Linked DNA regions of Zea mays: regions 1 and 2 are each linked to region 3. Evidence: chromatin contacts called from public Hi-C data. All regions are on one chromosome and are shown on one strand. Each heading gives the region's core, a stretch centred on a gene start, on an enhancer-like site or on the middle of the called end of the contact. The rest is flanking DNA. Distances are from core to core; before and after follow the strand shown.

The links. Hi-C and Micro-C count contacts between places; a contact is called where the count stands out from the background.
Region 1: a contact with region 3 is called in a Hi-C map of ear, with 4 times the contacts expected there. The contact joins the promoter of LOC100383516 here to the promoter of LOC100276735 in region 3. A contact is called at or near these places in 6 of 25 Hi-C or Micro-C datasets (bundle sheath, ear, leaf and 1 more).
Region 2: a Hi-C map of ear shows a contact between it and region 3, with 2.9 times the contacts expected there. The contact joins the promoter of LOC100283643 here to the promoter of LOC100276735 in region 3. A contact is called at or near these places in 2 of 25 Hi-C or Micro-C datasets (ear and tassel).

What each region holds. Positions count from the first base shown.
Region 1 is chr10:116,330,784-116,333,594 of Zm-B73-REFERENCE-NAM-5.0, reverse strand. LOC100383516 (putative protein kinase superfamily protein) reads left to right here and starts at 1,303. Exons shown (of 3, transcript NM_001176164.1): 1 at 1,303-1,553; 2 at 2,083-2,811. The coding sequence starts at 2,175.
Region 2 is chr10:116,701,729-116,704,479 of Zm-B73-REFERENCE-NAM-5.0, reverse strand. LOC100283643 (ferredoxin-3) reads right to left here and starts at 1,329. Exons shown (of 2, transcript NM_001156544.2): 1 at 1,226-1,329.
Region 3 is chr10:116,487,132-116,489,995 of Zm-B73-REFERENCE-NAM-5.0, reverse strand. It overlaps LOC100276735, which reads right to left and starts at 1,300. Exons shown (of 2, transcript NM_001150452.2): 1 at 1,158-1,300; 2 at 180-784. The coding sequence starts at 755. The coding sequence ends at 438.

The DNA of each region.
Region 1 (2,811 bases), core at 54-2,553, 160 kb after region 3:
AAATTAGGACGCTTACATGCCTGCTGCTCCGAACAGCCGTAGCCGTACTCCGTTCCGCGATGACGGGCGTTCGGCGTTCCCAAGGGCTACGTGCGAGATTCCCACGTGGTGCGCCTAGCCTTCAGTCACGGAAATGCCCCCACCGCGCCACAGGGCAGGGCAGGGCAGGCCCACCCCGTCCGTCGCGCCGCCTGCCGCGGGCGCCCGTCGCACAATCGCATTTGCGTCGGCGGCGGTGCTCGGACGAACAGATAGATGATTATGCGCTCGCGCGGCAGGGACGATCGTGCGGTGGGCGCGGTGGTGGTGGGGTGCGGCGCGAGCAAAGACGCACACGAGGCGCCTGTGACTCTGTGAGTGAGTGAACGTAATGCTGCGAGGCGCCCGGGCGAGGAGCCAGGTCAGGTGCGTCGCCGGCGCCAAAGCTATCCAGGTCCAAGCCACCGCTGCTGCGGCTGTCGTCACGGGGCTTCACGAGAGCTCACTTGCAAGCGTCACCGCTGCAGCAAGACAGGTCGATTTATTTTTTTTTTATTAAAAAAACAAATTGCGCAAAAAGTTGCTACGAGCTGCTTACCTACTGGCACAGTGGTTAGTCCGTAGTAAGTAAGCATTTGACACTGCTGACGGCGCGACGCGACGGGCCACGCAACGCGCAGATCTAATCGGCAGCGTTGAGATGCCCGGTTTTTTCCCCTTCTTCGTCTTCGTTCTATATAATATACAATTCTAGTAGTACGCATGCTCTCTAGACAGACAAACGCTATGACAACCACCACGGCATTGTATGTAGGTAGTAGGTTTGAATTTCCAGCAGGGGACGGCAACGCGACCAAAAGGAAAAGCAGGCTCCTCTCGGCTAGTAGTTGTCACAGCTCCACAACGGGAAAAGGAAAAGGTAAAGCAGATGCGGATGCCACGTCCAGTTTTTAACGATGGGCAACTTCACGTCCGTTCCGCCGCATGTCTCTTTTCCCCTTCGCTCCAGTCCTTCCATGGCTCTTTGCTTTACTTCAGCACACCGACAAGGGAGGGAGTGCGGCCGTTGCGGGACACGAGGAAAAAGGGGGCGAAGCACGGCCACGGTAGCCAGCACGCTGCGCGCCTCTACTAGTACTACAGGCTACAGGTAGTGTTAATAAATGCCTGCAATAAAGAAAGAGCCGTAAATCCTAGGGTGGTGCCGACTGCCCCGAGGGGCGAGGGGCGAGGGCTTCATCTATTTGCGAGGTGCGCGTCCCACGGAGACAGACTACATATGAAGGAGAGAGAGAGAGAGGGAGTAGGGCACAGGGTCGAAGGGGCCCAAGGAGAGGCAGCCATCATCTGCTCCTCGTGATGCGCGCCGCTCATTGCTGCAGAGCGCTGCCGCTTTCGCCCCACTTGAAGCTTCAACTCCACTTCCCCAGTCTCGCCGCCGTTTCGGCCTAAAACTCCCGCAAATCCTCGCCCGCCGCACCCAGATTCTCCAGGTGGGAGCAGCGCGCGCCGCCGCCGCCGCCGACGACGACCGAACGCGGGCCGCACCAGCTCCCCGCTGCCGCCGCCGTCCGGTAAGATCCTCCGCTCAGCCCGCCAGCTCCACCTCTTGCAGGCCACCTTTCTGTTCTTGGGTTTGGTTCGGGTTGCTGTCTTTGTCCAAGTCGCGTAAGCGTATCCGCAGGTTTTCGGTCGGGGGGGGGGGGGGGGGGGGGGGGGGGGGCGTTTACCCCGGCTGCTTGCGTCGTCTTCTCCCTCAACGCCCAGGAGGGGGTTAACGGATCTTGCATCGTCTTTGCTAGGAAAAGAAGCGGAACCGCCGCCCTGCCTCACCTACCTACCGCATCTCTGTTGCTCCATTTGCTATCTCCCTTCATTTCCCATTTTATTTTATTACAAACAAAAAATGCAAAAAAATCTTAGCTTTCGAGCGGGTAAGGTAATAAGAGAGAAACGGCCGGACGTTGGGCACCACCAAGATCTACGGGCCTAGAGAGTTTTTAAACGGCTTTTTCCTACCATTTGTGCTAGTTCCGTCTGTTTTGTCTCTCTCTCTCTCTCCATCGTTACCTGATTCACATTTCATGTTTCGATCTTGCGCAGGGCTCCGTGATGCCGGCGGCTCTCGACCCAGGACAGCGGCTTCTCTGTTGGCCCAAGTGCACGCGACTGACTGCCGGTGCTGGTGCCTTGAAATGCGGCAGCCGTTCTACGGCCGGCCTCCCGTCCAGATGAAGGTGCAGCTGGTGGAACAGGAAGGCTCCAAGGGGATGGGTTCTTCCGGGTGCGCGGAGATAGTCGAGCTGGCGGACGACCCGAAAGCTGCTCGTCCTGCTGCGCATCTGAGAGTGAGGGTCAAGCCCGTGGGGCAGGAGGATGGGGCGCGGTCGTGCTCGCTGGAGGATGACCTTGACCAGCTCATCAGGTCGGTCAACGTGCGCACGTCGGCGAGGGCTTCTGGGCAGAGGAGCACCGATAGATGGCTTATTGGGCTCGGGAAGTCGCCGGTGTCGGGCTCAGAGATTGTGGAGTCCGTGAGCCTGAAGCAGGCCCTTAGGAAGATGTGCATCTCCCAGGCGTCGGAAATGGCAGCCATGAAGAGGCTGTCAAAACCGACAGGGGCGTCCACCCCTTCTGATTCTGGGGCGACCAAGAAGCTATATGGCTCTGTTGCAGTTCAAGCCAACGGGGAGCAAGATGACAAGAGTAAGGTGGGCAACGTTTATATGCTGCCTGAGAAACTGGCAGGAAGTTCGATTGGTAAGGCAAATGAAATCAGCAAGGGGCAGAGTAAGAGCTCAGCCAAGAAGAATTTGAGATCAGCATCTCCTA
Region 2 (2,751 bases), core at 80-2,579, 210 kb before region 3:
TAAAACTAAGCACAAAAAAGTGGACATAGCAGGCTATGAAGCAGGACATGATTGCATTTGCATATCAGTTTTTTTGTTTGCATCAATAACCTTGATCTGTGTGCTGCACTTCCTTAGGTAGTGTTTGGTTGAAGAGCCAAGTAGAACGGAACCGTTCTATCCCAATTTTGTTGTTGTTTGGTTACAAAGTAACTAGAACGGAATGACTCCAATTAGAGAATATTCTCCTCAGATCCGGAACCATTCCGCTCCAAAAAATCAATGGGACGGAGCCGCTCCGTTCCAATCCCGCTCTCACAGTCACGCTCCGTTCCGTTCACTCTGCAACCAAACAAAAAACAGAACCGTTCCATTCCAGATTACCAAACACATAACAGAGCGGCTCCATTCCTAGAATCAGGGATGGAACGACTCCGTTCTACTTGGCTCCTCAACCAAACACTACCTTAAAGTACAAGTAGTGGTATCACAGCCAATCACCTGATCAAGAAAAGAAACCAAGTTCCAACCAACAACATTTACTAGAGGTTCATGACACATATCATGATTTCAGGACCATAGTAGTGAATAAGCTTTTCCACTTCTACAGGAAAGTCTCTATGTGGATCTGTCATCCCAACTGGAATTCCCATGACCCTATCCTAATGACTCAGGCTACTTCGGAAAAACACGGAACATTAGGGTGTTTGGAATCAAGTCATACCACCCAATTAAAGTTGAGGGATAGACTCATAATGCGTCACCTCATCTAGAATAAGATGGGTTGATTGACAAGACCAAACACGCCATAGAAAAGCATTCAGATGAGATGACAAACACATCGAAACTGACCATTTTCTCCTCGGTTCAGGACGACTGACAACTACGTTGCTAGTATCCACCGCTGACGCCTGAGGGCAGTGGAGGATGCGCCGCCGCATTTAAAGATTACTACTAAACATTTGACCGCATACTAAAATTTCAATGAGGCGAGAAGAAAACTACGCATCCGCAATCAGATTTCAGAAACACGAAACCTACGGCACTTGAGGCTATTCTCCATCACTGACTGAAAGATGCAAAGGGCTAGCTAGCGAGTCGCTGCACTGCTGAAGCCCTGGGAAAGTGACACGAGAAGCATAGTAGGCCAGAAATCCGGCGAGGCGGTTTCACCCGGAAACCTTGGCAGGTCGTGCATTATCGGATATAAGAGACGGATGATGCGAGCAGAGCAGAGCAAGCTTACCTCGCAGGCGCGCGGGCACTAGGGCCAGTCTCCGGTGCAGGCGAGGCGGCGAGAGATGGGTGCGGAAGATTTGGAATGGTCACGCCGGCTTGGGACTACAGTGGAAGCCGCTGCTGCTGAAGCGCGGAGGCTGGCAGCTGGCTCTCTCGGCTTTTAACCGTAGCGGCGCATGGCACCCGAGGCCCACCGCCCACGCCAATCGCCATACCTGCCTGCCGGCTGCCGCGGCGTGCTCTGGACGGCGCTTCCCTCGTCTGGTCCGCTCGTGATGGACCCACGCGGCGGGCTCTGCCTCTGCCAACACCATCCTGTCATGGGGGCGGAGGCGGACAAAAGGTAGGCTAGTCCGCGTCCGGATGGGGGTTGCCTGTGGCCTGGCTGGCAGTCCAGGACCAGGACCATTGCATGGTGAAACCGAAAACAACAGTAAGTTTTGGTTACTGACACGGTGACACCCGTCTATAAAATTTTACCGAAAATTAAAACTAAACGGAAACAAAAACGGTTATAAAAAAGGAAAAGTGAAATCGATAGAAAAATATTGGAACGAGAAAGGTTTAGATATCAACAACAAATTCGGTATTTTTCTAGAAAATGATTAAATCTAAATTTAATTTTATAAATTCATAATAAGTTTATCTTAACTTAGGAAAAAATATAAACTAATAAATTATTTTTCTAAAATCAAAATCTATATAATGGTACATAGTTTAGAGTCGTTTAAAATTTTATGGTTCTTATTTATAGTTTCTTATCAATTATCACTCTCTATATATAGTTTTGCTGAGAACTTAAAAATGATCAAGAGAACACTAATTATGTTGGTTATCGAGTAGTAGGAGTAGATAAGAATGTAAGTGCAATGATTTTTTATGCATTTTCAATTAGATTGTTTTGTTCTGTGAGGTACTGAGTTGTGGCTTTTTTACTATATGTATGTGTGCAAAGTGCTTGTCATGTCACTTATATTTGTGACATTGCTTTAATGCTTTGTGAGATATGACGAGAAAACAAATTATAGTCAAGTGAATCCACTAAGAAAACATTGCAAATAGAATGCTCGGTGGTGATAGCGATTTTACTTAGACCCATTATATTTCCTTATCTTCCATCACCGAATGTGATTGAATCTTGAGAATCATTGTTCTTTTTCATAGGATGTGAACATTCATTTCTACCGTTATGTGGTTTGTGTGTTCACTATCAATTACCTAACTTGTCCCTTCGGATGCATAAACCTACAAAAATAAGTTTAGGCCTAGTTCTTAGGTACCCAAATTGGTTTAGGTCCTCTTACATTAGTAACCAGCATCTTTGGGACCCAAACACAAGATTTGGTGTTCTTGTGCCGGGGACCGACATATTTGGCATCAACCTTGCCATATTTGCATGAAAGCACATAAGATGCATCAAAAGTGTGATATGACATATACGGACCATTTGATGCATTGTTAGTCTTAACATGAAGCATATGAGCAATTCTAGCACGAGAAACATTATGCATAGCATGTGATGCTCTAGAATGT
Region 3 (2,864 bases), core at 51-2,550:
TGAGCAATTTGATATTTTTGCACTGCACTTATTAGACACCACCCTACGCTGTACTCGAGTTTTTCATGCAAAAAGACGGTAGCACCATGCATGCTTTAGATTGGCACATCCTCATGGAGCATGCAGCAGAAAGCTCTACTTGTCCTAAAGATCCCAGGGAAGAAGAAGCTCACTCCTTAAGCACCACTGCCTGTCATACAGCAGACACACCCAACTACGTATATATACCACACTAGCTGATCTAGCTATATCCCTCCAGAAGGGAGCAGAGCAGCATATGTCTCGATCATTACATTAGGCATGCAATGCAACTCCAGTATGCATTAGCTAAAACAACTAAGCAGGCGGCGTTCTTGACTTGACATGCGTCCAGAATTGGCGGCAAACCGGTAAAGATAACTACAAGGCAGCTTTTGACTAACTAATGAAGCCGCGCGTCAGTTGGCGACCGCCTTCTTCGGCTTGTTGGGCGACGCCGCCGCCGCCGCCTTCTCGTGGCCGGCTGCACGCGGGCCCGGAGCGGCGGCATTGAGGTCCGGGATCGGCGCGCGGTGGCCTGCTGCCGCCGCCGCATTCCCGTTGGCGCTGTGGTTGGGCGGCGCCGCCGTTTTGGTTTTGGCGATGCGCCGCTGCTTGAGCTCGGTGAGCAGGGCCTGGTTCTCCTGGTTGAGCAGCAGCGCCTTCTTGCGCAGCCGCTCGTTCTCCTTCATGATGAAGCAGTTCTGCAGGTACAGCTTCGCGTTCAGTCTGTCCATGCTCGCTCGCGCTTTGCCTTTGCCTTTGCCTGCCCATGTTCCAGAGTATCATCAGACCAAATCGTTAAGGCCATGCAAAATGGAACAGGGTGCATTGCATGCTAGCAGAGCAGCAGTAGATATATATACTGAAACTTCTATTGAATAAATAAATAAATAAATAAATAAAAAGGTTGGTTGCCACTTGCCAAGGCATATATATATTCAAAATATATCGAAGGCATTGGGGGGCAGCAGATTGTGTAAAGCAGAAACGAACAAAAAGGGGGAGGGGAAGCACTAGGCGTTCTACATGTACATGTACACGCATGGATGGAGCCATGATTGTGCATGCATGCAGGAACCAATTGAGCGCATGCATGCATCACCATGGAAAAAAAGCGACGAGACCGAGAGGATCACCTCCGCCGTTGGAAGCCGCGGTCGGTCACTCGACTAGCAGAAGGAGAAGGGGGGCCGGCAGCGGAGATTGCTGGTGGGGGCAGGCAGCTGGGAGGATCGATGGCCAAGTCCACTGCTCTGCTTTTTTCTTGGCCAAGTCCACTGCTCTGCTTTTTTCTTGGGTGCGTGCTGCGTGGTGGGGCTTATTTATAGGCGCGACCGCGATCGATCTCCCTCGCCTCGGCGGCGACGCGCGGGGGCGGTTGCGGACCCGCTCGGCAATGGCATGGCGCGCCGCACGTACGAGAAGGTGGGGGGGACGGGGACGCTAGTCTGCCACTCCTCATGACCCCCTTTGAACTTGAGCCAGAGGGACAGAGGGGATGCTATGATGCTTGGTCGTATAAGGAGGGGGGGCAGGGCAGGGCAGGGCAGGGCGGCGTAAATGGTGGCTAATCATGAGGCCTGGGTGTGCCAAGGTGGGCTGCCTGGCCTGCCCTCACGTGACGCTGCTGCTGGCTGCCCCAGCCGCGCGCGTCTACACTTCTTCTTCCTCCTCCTCTCCTTGTGCGCGCCACCGCACGCTGAAAGTATGCCGGAATTGTTGTCCCGTTCCTTGTGAAATTCAAGCCATCAAGATCTCGAGAGGCCCCCGACGTGCGCTGCTTCTCGCCGGCGACTGTACTCCATCCTTCCACCGCACGCACACACACACGTCCACTTTCTAGAGCGGGGGGAGGTAGTCTAGCTAGTCGACAACTTTTTATCAAGTGGTTTGACACTGGTGGCCGGCCGAGCCAGAATGGTTAGTGAGAAAGAGGTCGAGCTGGGTACGGCTAGGGGGGCTTCAAATGATGATGATGATGGGCCTCAGCCGGCCCAAGATTCGTAATGATGGCTCGGCTCCGGGTCCTCCCTCGCTCATCATCACGCGCCACACCTCTTCACCCCTTTTTTCTTCTTCTTCACTCTCTCTTTATTTTTACAGTCTCTCCTCTCTCTCTCTCTCTCTATTTCTATATCTCTTTTTACAATGCAGGGGGTGGTGATGATTACCGTCGCTTTACTGCGCCACCCGCGTCTACACCACCGTCGGGCGATCATGGTCTCCTCTCCCGGCAATTGAATGCCTCACGATTGAAGGAAGGCCCTTTTTTTTCTACCTCCCCTGTTTGTTTGTTTTTTTTTTTACTGCACGCCTGCCAATCTCGTATCTGCCTTGCTCGTCGTGCTTCTTTACCCCTTTTTCCTTTTTGTTTTGGCTTGGTTTCACCTCTTGCCTCTGCGATGCACCTCCTGGCTTACTGCGAGCAGCAGTCCCTAAAGCAAATCCATGTGGCGGCACACTAGTGGCGCTAGCGTAGCCGTAGCCCGTAGAGAATGTGATTGAGAAAACAAAAGGAGCCAGTGATGTTAGACAATCTACACAACATGCAACTCTACGGATCCATGTAAACAAAAAGTTTCGAATTGCGTCACTTGGATATTACTTAAAACAGCAAAATAAATAAAAAGTAGATTTTCCACATTCAGAGGCCTGGGCGATGGCGCTCGGGAGACAGCGTGGCTGTTTGTTTCGGCTTCTGGCAGCTTCTGGCCACCAGAAGCTGCTGCGGACTGCCAAACGCTCAGTTTTTCAGCCAGCTTCTATAAAATTCGTTGGGACAAAAACCATTCAAAATCAACATAAACACATAATCGGTTGAGTCGTTATAATAGTAGGAATCC